Regions from separate parts of the Mus musculus genome. Here regions 1, 2 and 3 are each linked to region 4. Evidence: chromatin contacts called from public Hi-C and HiChIP or PLAC-seq data. All regions are on one chromosome and are shown on one strand. The core of a region is the stretch at or near the end of the contact, and the rest is flanking DNA. Distances in the headings are between cores, read along the strand shown. Region 1 overlaps Slc38a1 (solute carrier family 38, member 1). Region 2 has its middle 11 kb from the start of Gm22045. Region 3 overlaps Arid2 (AT rich interactive domain 2 (ARID, RFX-like)). Region 4 holds the start of Scaf11 (SR-related CTD-associated factor 11).

Evidence for each region. A called contact is a pair of places that touch in the nucleus more often than the background predicts. HiChIP or PLAC-seq counts read pairs in DNA pulled down with a chosen protein or histone mark.
Region 1: a Hi-C map of regulatory T cells shows a contact between it and region 4, with 3 times the contacts expected there. The contact joins the enhancer-like site here to the promoter of Scaf11 in region 4. A contact is called at or near these places in 1 of 39 promoter capture datasets (pre-B cells), 1 of 484 Hi-C or Micro-C datasets (regulatory T cells) and 3 of 115 datasets of contacts at active chromatin or transcription factors (effector CD8 T cells, embryonic stem cells and memory CD8 T cells).
Region 2: an H3K27ac HiChIP or PLAC-seq map of extraembryonic endoderm stem cells shows a contact between it and region 4. The contact joins the enhancer-like site here to the promoter of Scaf11 in region 4. A contact is called at or near these places in 18 of 39 promoter capture datasets (the 3T3-L1 cell line, 3T3-L1-derived adipocytes, the C10 cell line and 10 more), 4 of 15 datasets of contacts at CTCF or cohesin (the G1E-ER4 cell line, embryonic stem cells and pro-B cells), 31 of 484 Hi-C or Micro-C datasets (the AML12 cell line, B cells, the F1.1 cell line and 22 more), 18 of 115 datasets of contacts at active chromatin or transcription factors (DN3 thymocytes, astrocytes, bone marrow-derived macrophages and 10 more) and 1 of 9 other capture datasets (pancreatic islet).
Region 3: an H3K4me3 HiChIP or PLAC-seq map of the SCID.adh cell line shows a contact between it and region 4, with 10 read pairs. The contact joins the enhancer-like site here to the promoter of Scaf11 in region 4. A contact is called at or near these places in 14 of 39 promoter capture datasets (the 3T3-L1 cell line, 3T3-L1-derived adipocytes, the C10 cell line and 10 more), 10 of 484 Hi-C or Micro-C datasets (B cells, CD4 T cells, CD8 T cells and 6 more) and 3 of 115 datasets of contacts at active chromatin or transcription factors (the SCID.adh cell line, acute myeloid leukemia and effector CD8 T cells).

Annotation. Positions count from the first base shown.
Region 1 is chr15:96,597,747-96,601,438 of GRCm38.p6, reverse strand. The region is part of intron 4 of Slc38a1 (solute carrier family 38, member 1); the gene reads left to right. Among named protein-coding and RNA genes, the nearest start is that of Gm32457, 18 kb to the right of the region's middle. Within about 2 kb of position 2,353, at least 104 of the 459 cell types and tissues checked have an H3K27ac peak or open chromatin away from gene starts, as enhancers often do. A contact at or near this core is called in effector CD8 T cells, embryonic stem cells, memory CD8 T cells and 1 more, where this site is marked.
Region 2 is chr15:96,659,152-96,663,304 of GRCm38.p6, reverse strand. No RefSeq gene overlaps it. Among named protein-coding and RNA genes, the nearest start is that of Gm22045, 11 kb to the left of the region's middle. Within about 2 kb of position 2,519, at least 26 of the 459 cell types and tissues checked have an H3K27ac peak or open chromatin away from gene starts, as enhancers often do. A contact at or near this core is called in DN3 thymocytes, extraembryonic endoderm stem cells and granulosa cells, where this site is marked.
Region 3 is chr15:96,308,059-96,311,758 of GRCm38.p6, reverse strand. All of the region lies in intron 3 of Arid2 (AT rich interactive domain 2 (ARID, RFX-like)), which reads right to left. Among named protein-coding and RNA genes, the nearest start is that of Arid2, 22 kb to the right of the region's middle. Within about 2 kb of position 2,233, at least 17 of the 459 cell types and tissues checked have an H3K27ac peak or open chromatin away from gene starts, as enhancers often do. A contact at or near this core is called in the SCID.adh cell line and acute myeloid leukemia, where this site is marked.
Region 4 is chr15:96,458,344-96,462,326 of GRCm38.p6, reverse strand. It overlaps Scaf11 (SR-related CTD-associated factor 11), which reads left to right and starts at 1,484. Exons shown (of 15, transcript NM_028148.2): 1 at 1,484-1,725. Gm41408 reads right to left here. Exons shown (of 2, transcript XM_030248866.1): 2 at 1-2,283. The coding sequence ends at 1,418.

The sequences.
Region 1 (3,692 bases), core at 1,104-3,603, 140 kb before region 4:
TCCCTCTCTACCAAGACATGTTTGTGAGTGTACATGTATGTATGGGTGCGCGCGTGTGTGTATTAGGAAGCCAGAGGTCAACCTTGAGTGTCACGTTCCAGGTGTCATCTGCCGAGGTTTTTGCGACAGGATCTCTTGGTGGCCTGGAACTCACCAGACTCGCTGAGGGGTGAGTCAGAGCGTCCGGCATCTGCTTGCCTCTACATTCCCTGTGCTGCGATGGCTCACAAGCCACCCCACACATGGCTGTCTTATGCAGGTGCCAGGGATGAGACTCGCACAGCAAGGACACTACCAATTGAACCATGTCCCCATCCCCAGGGCATTTGTGTCCTGCTTTTACACCACGCCCTAATGTCTGTACTTCTTCCCACAATTCCACCGAGTTGGAGTTTGCAGCACGCTTTTCCAAAGAGCCATCCATTCTTTTTAAGATCTATTTATTTACTTAATGTATATGAGTACATTGTACCTGTCTTCAGACAAACCAGAAGAGGGCATCAGATCCCATTACAGATGGTTGTGAGCCACCATGTGGTTGCTAGGAACTGAACTCAGGACCTCTGGAAGAGCAGTCGGTGCTCTTAACTGCCGAGCCATTTCAACAGCTCTTGACCCTTCTGTTCTTGAACTGTCATTATCTCTTCCGGTATATTCTCAAGGGGTCAGGGTGATGGAATGACACCTCCCACCGCCCCTGTGTGCCAAGGTGATAATTTTGCTCTAAACAGAGGATGGTGTTATGTGCTACACATCAAAGTGATTCTTGTGTCTTGCTAACTCATCTGTTCTGGGCACTCCTAAGGAAAGACAAACATGTAGTATCAAAATGGAGACTTCGCTCTCCCAGATGGTCCTAGGAGGTCCACGGGCAGGCACATGCCCACCTCCCTTCTTGTCAATCGGTTACTTGTTTTTCAGAATTCTTGGAGTTCTGGTCGCAGTTCCTTAGAAATGATCTGAAGAGAAAAATGCGCTTTCTCTGGCAGCAAAACCCGCTGGCCTCAGAGGCCCTTGTTTGGGAATAATGACACTTGAAGGGAGAAGTGACACATTGGAGCTTGCCAACCTTGTGAATTCATGTAGAAAGGATAGGGCTAGAGCCGTTGCCCTCTATTGAAATTCATTTGATTTAGAAGCTTTTCAGAAACAGAGAAATGCTCACAACGAGGGCCTGTTTGGTAAACAGAGAGGGCTGGCCAGCGTAGGAGACGGCTGCCGAACCCTGTTTTCAAAAGTTCAATTCTTATTTGCTTAGCTTGGGTTAAGCCTCTGATAAAGGGTTCCCAGAATTCAGTCCCTTTGGTCTCAGAGAATGGGAGCATGTGTGTTTGTGTATGCCTGTGTGCGCCATGTGTATGCACAGGAATTCACCTTGTTTATACTTGGTTGCCGGTGGTACAGGTTGTATGCAGAGGGCAGTACCATGGCCTTTGTTTTGTCCTAATTTACAAGAGACAGCTATGTGACCTTCGGTCTTCACCCCGTCATTCAGCTCCACAGTGCATAGGACGCTTTTCTGTTCAGTCTGACTCAAGTAGATATCGGAACGCATCCGCACGGCAGCCCAGGTTAAATATAAGCTAACTTAAATTTCATCTTCCAGAGCACTGGCTGACTTAATAGAAAGGAAGCCTGATCCAGTAGTCCAATTAGTTTTGCTTTGCTCTGTTAGATGCACATCGTTAAAGATCAACATCCATCAAGGGGTCAGCGCGCAGTAGCCAAGAGAACAGCTTCACGGTCACTATCCCTGACGTCTGCTTTAAAAAAAAAAAAATATATATATATATATATATATATAGAGAGAGAGAGAGAGAGATAAGACAAGCCATAAACTACGTATGATTTTATGGAATTCCAAGGATCCTGTTTGTCATCTCCATTTTATAGATGAATAAATTGAGATTCCCAGAGGTTAAATAACCTTTCTAAGGTGACACTAAGCTTTGGAGGGTTGGAGAGGGCGTTGGGGGCCATATCAGTTGGGCACTTCATGTCTGCTTCTCTTCTCGTCTCTGGGCAAGCAGAGTTCCCATGGAAACGGAGTAAGGGAGGACTTGCGGATGGAGCTCCACATCCACATCCAGCAGGCTCTGGGCAGTTGAATTGAAACCCAAGTCTCGAGCATTTCACTTGTTACAAAGACTTTCTCCTTTTACTAAGAGTCACATCTTCTGAGGCCAGAAGGGGGTAGAGGGAACATGATTTAAATGGGTAAACATCTAGGTTTAAAGAGGGAGAAGCCAGTCCTCCTTGTAGGGTGGAGGCGGATGGAGGGCAGTGTCAACATTTACACATTATAAGTCCCTCACAAAACCACAGCCCTCGAACCTACTGGGGGCGGGGCTGGGGGAGGGGAAATAGAGACAGGAAGTGGATGTAAAGAGCAGCTCTGTAACTGGTACAGCTTCCTCCTCCACGCTCAGACCTCCTGCAGAGGTTCTATGTTTGTATGCACATCTCTTTTAAACGCCCCTTTCTTTGTGGGGTAATATATTAGATCCAGACATCAGTGAGACGCATTTTGCTTTCTAGACAAAAATAGCCAACCAACCTTGGGGCTAGTTCAAGATAAATTCTTTCCTGAAAGAATTTAGACTTGTCTACAAGGAGACAAACGAAAGGTGCTGTATATATAACTGACCCTTGCCTGCCTGCAAGGCAGCCTTTTTAAAACCGTGGCTTTCCTTGGTCCGGATCCTAGTTCTCTGACCCATTAGCTCTCCCGTGTTGGGCATGCTCTGTAGCCTCTCTAGGCTTCAGTGACGTGTGAATGGGCACAGGGATGCTAACACTGAGTGAAATATGAACAGTGCTCAGGATAAGTACTCCAGAGTTTGCTTTTGCTAGTAAGCAATAAAGTGCTTTATTAATTATTATTAATTACACAGACAACATGTCAGGTATGTATAGATGGATAGTGTGAGAATCAGGGACCGCTGGGACATATACGCCTCTAGGCTAAGCTCAGTTTCACAGTTCACTGTTCCAGGTGTGGCCCACAGACCACCAGCACCAGTGCCTCAGGACCCACTCCAGACCAGCCGGATAGAATTCTCATCTCACGGCAGAGTCTGCCGGGCAGGGCCGAGCTCTCTGTTCTTCAGAGAGAGAAAGGTGCGAGCTTCCGGCTGCACGGCTGTGCGGAAGCCCCAGATACCCCCACCTGAGCTACTTTTGTCTTCACAGCCATGGCTGCTGTTTTATCTCCCTCTCTTCAAGGGCTCAGCTGCTGAGGTGGGAGTGTTGCAGGCACTTGGGCATATAATTAGACCTTTCCAGTCCACTGTCATCTCCCTTAAAGAGTCATGACATACTTGTTGGTGATGGTGGCTCAGGAGTACCTTACAATAAAATCCCAATTTAAAGAGCAAGTCTACCCAATTATACTTGCGACATCATCACCACGATTGTGATATAGAATATTTTAATAGAGATAGAAGACTTTAATTGCCTTAAATATTCTAGTTCCTTCTGTTGCTGTGTCTTTCCGTTTTATTCACATCAACTTGAACAGTCGTGTTTAATATGTTATCTATACACTCTTTTTTAAATGTGTTTGTGTTTGTATGTGTGTCAGGGGTGCACATACACGTCTGTGCATGTATGTAGATGGCAGGTGTAGACACTGGGTGTCGTCTACCTCAGTCATTCTCTTAGTTCTATATTTAAGGTAGGGTCTCTCATTT
Region 2 (4,153 bases), core at 1,270-3,769, 200 kb before region 4:
ATGGGGGACCTTTGGGATAGCATTGAAAATGTAAATGAGGAAAATACCTAATAAAAAAATAAATAAAAATGTAATCCTAAGTGCTTTAAGCCCTTAAACTGAAATTAGATGGGTTTTAAGATGATGGATTACTTTCTTATAATAAAACATTCTTTGTGGTTATTGTAACACTGTTTCTTCATTTTTTCAATTTTACGTTAGGTGTATGGGTATTTTGCCTGCATTCATATTTGTGCACCATGTTTGTGCAAACCCAGGGAGGGCAGAAGAGGGTGTTAGATCGCCTGAAACTGGAGTTACAGATGGTTGTGAGCCACCATGTGAGTGCTGGGAATTGAACCCAGGTCCTCTGAAGGAGAAGCAAATACTCTCAACTACTGAGCCATCTCTCTAGTCCTGCTTCCTGAGTTTTAAAGCAGTGTAAACAAATCAGTACATTTCTGAGAGAAACAGTGGTGAAGCTTCAAAGCCTCTAGGGTTTAAGAAGCGTAAGAGTGGTAACCCTCACTGGTGGGTACAGCTTTCAGGGTGTCTGTTGCCTGGGCATTGGATCCCTCGATCTTTCCAGTGAGTGAAAGATCAACCTTGAACATCTTGAAAGTTGTTTCCTGAAAGGTCAGGATAGCCACACCTCTAACTGTTTTGTTGTTGTTGTTGTTTCTGTTTATTTTGCTTTGTTTTATCATTACTATATTTGCTGGTTTACACACCCTACAGAAGAACCATAGAGCAAGCATTCTGACACATCTGGAAAGAGCAGCAGGTGAAGCTGGCTGGGTCTTAAAATAGGCATCCCTGAGAAAGGCCAAAGAGCAAAGCTTCGGGGAATATGCCTCCTGTCCGCTCAGTCTGAGCGGGTCTACATTGTAACACGTCTTCCCTGCAGGTCTTCCCTCCCACCATACAGTGCTCTACTGACTGTTGCTACACACAGGTAACACATCTTCCCTCCCGCCACACCTGGTAAAAAGGACGCTGCAGAAAAATCCAGGCATGAATACCAACCACCTCTAAAGAAACTCAGCTGGGACCGGGGCCTTTAATTCAGATTCAAACACCTAACAGGAGAAATAGAAACCCTGAATGTCACTTGTCTTTTTAAAGACAAAGTCTGGCATTTCTCTGATTACAAAACTTAGTAGAGAGGAAAAAAGTGCAAACCTTAAACCCTTTCACCTAGAAATAGCCACTAATTATAATCTCCCTCTCCTCTCCCCTCCCCTCTTCTCCTCTCCCCTCCCCTCCCCTCTCCTCTTCTCCCCTTCCTCTCCTTCCCCTTTTCCCTCTCTTCTCCCCTCCCTCCTCCCCTCCCCATCACTTCCCCTCCCCCTTTCCCTCCACATTATCTCCCCTCCCCTTCCCCTCCTCTCCCCCTTCCCCTCCCCTCTCCCTCCCCTGCCTGTCACCTTCCTCCCCTTCCTCTCCCCATTCCCCTTTCCCTCTTCTTCCCATCCCTCTCCCTTCCACTCCCCCCTACCATGTCCTCTCTCCTCTCCTCTTCCTCTCCTCTCCTCTCCTCTCCTCTCCTCTCCTCTCCTCTCCTCTCCTCTCCTCTCCTCTCCTCTCCTCTCCTCTCTCTTCTCCTTTCTCTCTCTCTCCTGGTCTTTAAATGATGTTTTTATATTTATGCATATCTTGAACTCTGGCATTTGAAAATCAGACTGACATACAAGCTTCCTACTTTGTTTTCAATTGCCATCCCTTGAAGCCTATCATGTATTTTCTCAGTTATACTGCCCACAAAGTGTCTTAATAATTCTTCTGCGTGACCTCATAGCCTCAGAAGCACTCCCTTGCAGGTATCTGACACTAAGGGCAGGCACCACCTGACTCCCTGACCTGTATCCTGGGCTCCAGAGGCTTCCTCTGGCCACTTAGCACTCACTGGCTTCTGTGAGAATTCAGCTCAGGAAGGGGAAAGCGGGCCATCTGTGCAGGAAGGTAAAAACCAGCGTAGATTAAATGGGGTGTGAGGAAAGGCACTTACACTCTTCAAACGTGTGCTACTCAACTGAATAGCTCATCTACAGACACAACTAATCACTGGGCACACAGCGCCAGCAGAGTGGCTGCTTCTTAGCCGTCTCTATGTCCAAAGAACATAAGCAATCCCACTTTTCTAAAAGAATGGCTCCAAAATGGCTTGAGAGATTTTGATCAGACCTTGACCATTCCGAAGCTGCTCAGCTGAACACGTGCTACGTTTTGCAACCCTTCTGGGCATTTTCTGTTCCTCCGGAGCTATCTACTTGCAATTCTCCTTCCCAGATAACCTCAGTTTCCTATCTGCCCAGTCCTATCTGTTTCTTTCCAAATGCGTCAATCTGCATTCCTTGGCACACCTCGTGACTCATGGCTGGACATACAGGAGAGCTGAAGTCACACTGGGCATTGGGTTGTCTGTGGAATCTTGAGCAAGTCTTCCCTGAGTCTAGTCCTCAGCCCCAGGCTGACCAGTGGGGATGACAGTGTCCGACCTCCTGTGGTGGCCGTGAGGACTCGGGTGCTGCTCTCTGTAAAGCACGTGAGAGTGTGCTCAGCACACAGTGATCACCTGACCTGTGCTGCTGCTCGGACCACAGGGAGAAGCCTCCTGGCTCGCCCCTCCCCCTCTGTCCTCACGGTCCCTCCAATAACAATTACAGCCACTCTGTAGCCTGGTGAGTGTTTCCCATGGGCCACCTACAGTCTAAGCTCATTTGATTCCCTTCTGGGGTTTTTTTGGTGAGACAAAGTCTCACTCTGTTGCCTAGGCTAACCTCGAACTCATGACCACCCTGTGCTGGGGTTACCGGAGTGCAGCTCCACACCCACGTTTTCTCTTCATTCTTTACAACAGTTTGCCAAAAGACATTATCCTCCAATTTACAGGTGTAAAATGGAGATGTAAGAAAGTTACTCTGTATTCTTGACACATTTTCATATAATCAATTGCAACTGTTACAGAAAACGTACTGGAGATGACAAATCAGATACAGTTTATGACCAATTGCAAGTCTTTCTTCCAGTTGTTTGGAACTATGCTCAGGTATCTGGTACCTAGGTGTAGCCCCAAACATTTAGATCAGTGGGTTCTCAATTTTCCTAATGCCACGACCCTTTAGTATAGTTCCTCATGTTGTGGTGATCCCCAATCATAAAATGATTTTCATTGCTACTTCATAACATATCTGATATATAGCATATCTGATATGCAGTCTCTGTGAAAGGGTTGTTTAATACCAAAAGGGTCTTAACCCACAGGTTGAGAACCACTGATTTTGATCAAGGGCAAAAATTATATCTTGGTGTCTTGATCAGCAGCTGCGGTGGGGGGCAATCTGCACAAGCAGTTGGTTTAACCAAAGCTAAGTTAATTGGGACATCTAGACCTTGGGTTCCTAGAATAGAGTTGGGTAATTTTCCATGGGATTCTCCACAAAGGAGCTCAAACTCTAGTTAAACCTAAAATGGCGTCAACCAGAATACAAGATGAAGGAACCTCACCAGTGTCCTTTCCTGTCACACAAAGACCTTACCCAGCCTCCCAGAGGCGCAGAGCCTTCCTCACTTAAACCTGGTTTTTAGCCTCTTTTTCATGTGCTTTCCAGCCGGGCTTTTTTCCAGCTAAAACAGAAAGGTTCTGTTGGAACAGAAGTGGCAGAGACCAGCTAGATGTCCCATGAGAGCACTTTCTATTGGGCTGGGGGTGTAGCTCTGTGATAGAGCAATTGCTTATTGGGTGTGACAGTTCAGTTCCATCCCTAGCACCAAGGGTAGGAAAAAAATCTAAGCCAAAAGAAAGAAAAGGAAAGGAAAGAAAAGAGATCCTGTTTGCCAAAATTTGTTAAGGGAGTCCACTCATGTCCTGATGGAGAGGAGGCAGAGAGAAGAGAGGCCCCTCTGCTCAGGTTATTGAAGCTCTTGCTGCCATGGGACGGACACCGAGAAGGGAGATCTGGAGGGGTAGGGATGCAATACATCGGGCTTTGCTCCCCACTCAAAAGAAAAAGAGGAAGGTTTCCTGTGAGCTTCAGTCCCAAAGAGCCCAGCAAGTACTTTAATTGGTTGAGCAAGGATTCGTTGCTGCTCTTCATTGGCGACCAACACCTGCACTGGGAGAGGCCTTGGGTGACTGTGGAGATGAGGGGAGATGGAAGGAAGACAAGGAGAC
Region 3 (3,700 bases), core at 984-3,483, 150 kb after region 4:
ACAAGGCTATCTCAGATGCACAAGGCTATCTATCTCAGATGCACTCACTCTTACCTACCAAGTGTGTGTGCTGACAAAGTATTCCCTATTCCCAGTAATCCTGTGAGTGGATTCTTTTTTTTTCCTTTTCCATTTTTTATTAGGTATTTAGCTCATTTACATTTCCAATGCTATACCAAAAGTCCCCCATACCCACCCACCCCCCTTCCCCTACCCACCCACTCCCCCTTTTTGGCCCTGGAAAATGAAGACTGAAGTGTGGACACTATGCCCCTCCTTAGAAGTGGGAACAAAACACCCTTGGAAGGAGTTACAGAGACAAAGTTTGGAGCTGAGATGAAAGGATGGACCATGTAGAGACTGCCATATCCAGGGATCCACCCCATAATCAGCTTCCAAACGCTGACACCATTGCATACACTAGCAAGATTTTATCGAAAGGACCCAGATGTAGCTGTCTCTTGTGAGACTAGGCCGGGGCCTAGCAAACACAGAAGTGGATGCTCACAGTCAGCTAATGGATGGATCACAGGGCTCCCAATGGAGGAGCTAGAGAAAGTACCCAAGGAGCTAAAGGGATCTGCAACCCTATAGGTGGAACAACAATATGAACTAACCAGTATCCCGGAGCTCTTGACTCTAGCTGCATATGTATCAGAAGATGGCCTAGTCGGCCATCACTGGAAAGAGAGGCCCATTGGACACGCAAACTTTATATGCCCCAGTACAGGGGAACGCCAGGGAGTGGATTAATTCTAAGGACTAGTGAGGCCAGGAGAGAGATCAGCTAATGTCTACTCAAATGTGGGTGGTCCAGACGCAATGCAAGCACACTATTCTCAGGAGAGGGTGCACAAAAGAACTATGTTTAACTCATATGACAACATTTTTAAATTCCAACTGAATACAAACCACTTTTTTTCTACAGTCCACCCATTTAACAATGTGAAGATTCTGGCCTGAGGACCATTGTGAAGACAACCCAGCCAGTCAACCGTCACAAATGGTGCAACAAAAGAGGATTTGCTATTTCAGGAGAAGTTTAAATGTCTTTTCCTTGTAATGATCCAATAAAAAGAACGGATTGAGTTTTTCTTCATTCAGAATGCAGCTTGTTGAACAGTAGAAAATACAATTACACCGCTAGTATCCATAAAGACTTGTTTCCATGACAGCCACAGACTGAAAAATTCACAGATGCTCAAGCCCCTGACATGAAACCATACATTACTTCCTTATGATCTCAGCACACCCTTCCATGCATTCTAACTCACCTGAAGACTACTCAGTAGCATTTAATACATGGATCCTATATAAACTCTTTATTATGATATTATACTATACTGTGGTGTGTCTAAGAATATCCAAGATCTTAAAACTTATTTTAAAAGTTTACAGCTAAATATGAACATCTCTCTTTAGTTCAGCCCATTTTCTAATAAGCATATACAACCGTTCACGCCAACTATCTCGTGTAGTTTTAGACATACATGGAAGGACTGCTGCATCACTGCAGGGGGGTGCTCAATTCTGGAGCTTTTTTTTTTTAAGTGAACTCAGTGAAGCTGTACAAAGCTCCTTCCAGTAGAGGACATAAGACAGTTTACCTATAATCCACATCTTATGTGGCTGTAAACTCATGATGGTGAATCTGCACACAAATAAATAAAAGGCACAGAAAAGAAGGCTTTATTAAACGTTCTAAGAGGCAGACAACTTTTTAACTGGCTCTTTTGTAAAACTGACATTCCAGTGACAACTGGAGTTTGTGACAACCATGAGGACACTACTTTACCACTTCCTGAAAGTGAGTCCCCAGTCTAGTTGTTAGTAGGTGGTAGTTTGCATATATCTTAATAGTCAGTGAAATGACACCAACCAAGCAGATTTCATACACTATAACTATTTTCTCCTACCTTAAATCTATCCCACAAAAAGACTATTAAGATTAATGTTTCAAAAACAATTTTCCTTCAGATGTTGTTTTGCTAAAGAACAAATACAGGCAGCATGACATCAAGCCACACATTACTACACACATGTATGAATGTGTGTGTATACTTAAATACTTTGACTTGGTTTTTCAAAAGAAAATCTTTCACCATCTGGTACCGATCTTTGCACCTGGTCTTCAGTCCACAAAACACACGTTCAAACCCACAGCCATGCTCCTGCTATCATCCAAGCACAGTGTAAACACCCTCACACTCTCCTCTCCTGTGTCGAAAACTCTCCCATCCACTGCTTCCTTTTTCTATCTGAATCCATGTGTGCTTTCAACACCAAGCTGAGCTCATGGCCTCTTCCATGTGCCGCTGCCTTTACTCTGAAACTAAAGTGATTCCTTTCCTTGTTTTAAATTCAAATGACTTCCAAGCATTCAAGTTGTCTCCGTTAGACACTGGCCAAGTAACTCATTCAGTAATCGGAACTGCATGAATATTCTGGTGCTACAAACATACTTAAAACTTAGGTTCCAACCTTTGAGCTCACCAGATTAAAAAAAAAAAAAAATTGCTAATTAACATAAATGTCTCTGTAGTAGAAGTATAAAGAGGGTAGAGTGGCCCTATGTGGAAAAAAGATCACCTGGAACAACTAACTGGGTGAGATGAGAATTTGTACGTAACAAAGAGGGCATTACCTTTTAAAGCTGGATCAGGAGCACCTCAGGCACAGAGTGGAAAGGACTCCAGGCAGGGAAAACCCACACATGCAAAGGCAGTGGAAGGAGACAAACTTAGGTGTCCAGAGAACCACAAACACATCAGCACAGCTGCAGCACAGAGCAGCAAGCCTTAAGACAGGCACACGGATCTGTCCTCCATGGACGGACTAGCACGGACACACAGTAAGTACTGTCATTTTTTTCTCCTTTGTGATTTCACATGAATCAGGTTTCCTTGCTTCTATTCTTGACCCTACACTACACTTGAATTTATACTTCACAAAGGACCCCCCCCCCATTCAACTAATGAAAATAAACTCAAAAAAATCCCCAAAAGCTACAGTAAAAGCCAAGACCTCTACAAACCATCCAAGAACCAAGTCTAACCACAGTGGCCTGTCTTCCTTTGCTTTTTGTTGCTGTGAGGAAACACTAAGCAAAATCAGTTTACAAGGATCAGGGTCATCAAAGGCAGCCAGGGCAGGAGCTCAAACAGGAATCTGGAGGTAGGAACTGAAACAGACAGGAACAGGCTTGCTCCCCAAGACTTGCTTAGCCTGTTCTTATACAACCCAGGACCTAGGGATAGCAGTACACAGTGGGCTCAGCCCTCCCACATTAATCACTAACCAAGAAGATGCCTTAAAGACATGCCCTCAGACGGCTCTGATTCTTCTAGGAAGGTTCAGTCTCCCCAGGTGAGCATAGCTTGTGTCAAGATGACAAGACCTAACCAACACAACCTCCCTGTTTTCCTAGGACACAACAGACGTGCTTCTTGGTGTGCAGTCGTCCCTAACACAGGCATCCACCTGCACGGCTCCTTCATCTTTTCTGTCTTTACTCAAATGATACCATTTGGTATTTAAGGATGGAACTCGCTCATCCAAAGACTATGTCCCTTCAAGGAAGACTTTCCTTCCTTGTCTTATTACTTCACATAGCCGGTTTACTTTGTTTTTTCCTTTTAGTCCTTCCACTAATCCCAAAGATTATTCTCCGCCATCACTGATCCATGGTCAGTGGGCAGAA
Region 4 (3,983 bases), core at 235-2,734:
TCTCGTGCTCTGTTACCCAGCACGATGGCTACAGAGTGAATTTTAAATGTTGCGAACACAAAAGGTAGAGCAATAAATTTGAAGTAGGAGATGTGGAGTTTGAGGATCGGTCTGCACAGTGAGACTCTGCATTAAAAACAAAATAAAATACATACAAAAGAATATCACATCTTCACCGGGAATTGCTCTTACTGATAAAATTCTCTAGGGTGAATTCTGGACCCCGAGTGTACACAGGAAAGCTAAACTTTATCTCTGCAGGATGGTTAACAGTGCCTTTGACTTGATTCTGTCACACAACAGTTTCAACAGGTTTTTAGGTTTTCTTAATCACCAGCTTCATTCGTCGTCATTACAAGAGAAAGGTCCCTCAGAAAGTCTTGTTTCATCAGAACAAAGTATTTTAACACCTCTAAATCACTGCGAAATACTTGCACACAGGAACACCACATTTCCAAACCTATGAAGATAGCTCACTGACACTGGGAGAGACAAGGCTGCCATTCATTGCATTCCTAAGCGGTTATTTACCCAGTCCCTTGCTGGTGCTCGGCTCTGTGAAGAGCTTAACGAGACATCATCCCAAACTTCGGTGTGACGTGACGGGCACTGAACAGCCAAGTAGCACAGGATGAAGATGCCAGGGAAGCGACAGGATCAGAGAGGAGGGCAGGGGACGCTGCTGGGCTGGAGGTAGGGAGGGAACAGCCTGGGTTGGGGTGGCCAGGCGACAGCGTGGATTGCAAGAGGACAACTAGGAAAAGCTAGAGCGTGGAGCAGGGGGTGAAAAAGCCAGCGCCTGACGAAAAGCCTGTAAAGACACCTCCGAGGTGAAACAAAAGATCCGAGGGCGCTGCAGGGCAGGAGGACATCGCAGAGTGACTGAAAGTGGAAGCACTTAAAGCCAGCCAGGCTCGGCTAGCCTCGGGGACGCGGGCTTAGGGCGTGGGAGTGTGTCCCGGGCTGGCAGGCCGCCGCGCACGTGCAGCGGGCGGAGTACTTCATCCGTGCCAACTACGCACGAGTTCTTCTCGGGACTGCAGTCTCTCCAAAACATCTTTATTGTCGCCCACGGAGCCTGCCAGGAAAGGCCACGACCAGAGAGAGCGCGGCCAGGGCGCAGGGGCGGGGGTGGGGATGAGGGGGAAAGGGGTGGAGCGAGGACTGAGCACGGCGCGTGCGCGTAGCGCTCCGAGCGGCAAGAGGGCGGGGCAAGAAGAATGTTTCCCAGAAGCCCCGGCCACTCGCAGACGCCGGAGCTCCCGCTCTCCAGCCGGGCGGCGTGCCCCGCCCACCACGTCCGTCCGTCCGTCGCGGCTCGCGGGCGCCCCCTGGAGGTCCGGGGGAGTACGGCAGCGCCCGCGAGCAGGTAGCGTGCGGCGGGTCCAGCCGCCCGCCCGCCCGCCCGCCCGCGTCGTCACCACAGTGCGCCGACCTGTGGCGGCGCGGCTGAGCCCCGCGGAAGGAGGGAGGGAGAAAGGGAGGGAGCCGCCAGACACGGCGGGGGAGGGGAGCGGCGGTGGCGCAAGCGGCGCGGAGCTAGCGCCGCCTGCCCGGGTCTCCTGCTGCGTGGCTGCCTGCGTGCTCCCGACCCGGCCGTCCGAGCCAGCCCGCGGGCCGCGCGCGCTTCCGAGCGGCCGGAGGAGTCCATGGTGCAGAACTTAGCGGCGGACTGACGGAGACCGGGCCTCCTGCGCCGGCGCGGCCGCGGGACCTCGGCCTCAGGTAAACACGGCGGGCCGGAGAGAGCGGACGAGGCGCCCCGGGGCGCAGCGCAGCGCGGCGCGGCGGGGGCGCGGGCCGGGCGGGCGGGCAAAGTTTGGGGCTCGCGCGCGGCTCGGGCGGTGTCTTTCGCTGCGAGCAAAGTTGGGAGCCGCGGCCCCGGGCGGCGCGGGGCGGAGGTCCAGTTTGGGCGCGCGCGGGGCCTAGGAGCAGAGCGGGGCGGCGCGGGCTGCGGGGCCTCGGCCGAGGCAGGAAGGGGCTCCAGGCCCGGCCCGCAGCTCCCCCACCCGCAGTGGGAACGTGTCGGCCGTGCTTCCGGGCGCTCCCAGGCTGGCCCGCTTTCCCGTGGAGTTCGCGTTCGTCCCCGAGCCTCCGGGTCCCGCTTGTGAAACCAAACTTCACTAGGCTGTGACCTCCCCGGCGCCTGAACGAGGAAGCGCTGGCCGGCGCCTGGCCTCGGCCTCTCCCTCCCTCCCTCGGCGGCCGCCTCCCCACCCCCGCCGTCGTTTTTAAAACCCGCTGCCCGGGCTGCCCGCGGTCCAACCGGCCGGGAGATCGAAACTCAGCCCCGCTCAACCCCGCCTTAGAGCCGGGGACTGAGTACCGATTAGAAGATTGGCCAATGCACGCTCGTCTTCCGCACGGATCTCGAAGAATTTAATTTAAAAGACACCTGGTTGCAATTGAGGGCAACAGTCCCAGATTGAAATGGTGACCTACACTCCCCATGCGTTGATCTGTACAGTATCGTATTCCGGTAGTCCGGCTAATCATCTGCGTGTGTGAGGTAGTAAACAATACAGAATGCAAGTTTTACATGCTGATCGTACTACGTAAAACCGCGGCTGCTTCTCATTCATTTTGGATTACATTTTGGCTACCATCCTTATATACTAGCAGCGAACTAACGAAAACTGACGAGAAAGTTTTTTAGTATGCCTTGACTAAGATATGGTAGTATTCAAATTTCCCCCAGTTTGGGCAGTTTTCTCTGAATTTTGGGGAAAGTATATCAATAAGTACGTTTTTTTTCATTTTTCAAGGAAAAGATAACTCATGTATGATTTATTTGCCGCAGCCCCACAACAGTGAAGGCAATAGATTCTTAGCCCTTTCATTTAACCGGTATTTTTAATAAAATTTTATTGGGTAATTCTGTCTCTCCACACCATGTTTCCACCCCCACCTCCCCCTCTGCTTTGGCACTTGGCTTAACCATTTTATTATTATTTAAAACAGAAGGAAAAAGTAGTTTTCTTGTTGTTATTGTTGGTTTATTTTTTATTTTTTGCCCAAATAGACAAAAAAGAAAAATTGAAAATATCTTTAGATATGAATTAATTTGCGTTTTGTTTATGCAGTCATTTTTTTCTTCTTCTTCTTCTTCATTGTTTATCAAGACAGGGTTTCTCTGTGTAGCCCTATCCATCCTGGATCCGCTCTGTAGATCAGGCTGGCCTCAGACTCAGAAATCCGCCTGCCTCTGCCTCTAGAGTGTTGGGATTAAAGGTGTGTGCCACCATTGCCCCTCTTGTGGTCAGAGTTTCAAAGATTAGCAGTTCCTACTGTAGCTTCACTTTAGCTAATAGTTTTTTCTTTGCCCTTCTGTAAATATACTGCAAAGGCAGCCTTCAACATGACAAAGGAGAAAAATACAAAAGAAAGTGTAAATTACTTAATTTTTAAGAGAAAACTTTTAAGAGTTTTCTTCCTGGAAGTCCCTCACGTGGTTCTGGGCCTTCTATTGGGTATTCCCAATTTTCCCATCTTCCTGGAGCACGGATAGTTTACGAGCGGTTTTCATGAAAACTTACCTAACCTGCTGTCATCCCTGACATATACCTTTAGTAATGAAGTATAATGGTAACTACCCATCAGCCTGCACATTTTAGGTACTTTAATGCAAGATAGTTGTAAACCACCATTCTAAGAGGGCAGTGTGCCTCAAAGTAACACAAGCTAGTTATAAAATAATGTGCACTGTGCTTCCCAGCTTCTGCTCTTGTCTTTTAGGGATGTAAGTGGTGTTTTGTCTTACCTTGTCTACTGAAAAACAGATGAGGTGTAGAACAGGCTGGCCTCGAACTCAGAAGTCCACCTGCCTCTGCCTCCCAAGTTCTGGAATCAAAGGTGTGCACCACCGCTGCCAGGCCAGATGAGTTTTATACATCAGATAGCTCATGGTGGCCTTGAACTTGTGATCCTCCTGCCTCTGTCTCGCAAGTGCTGGGAATTACAGTTGTACTAGCTTTAAAACCCAG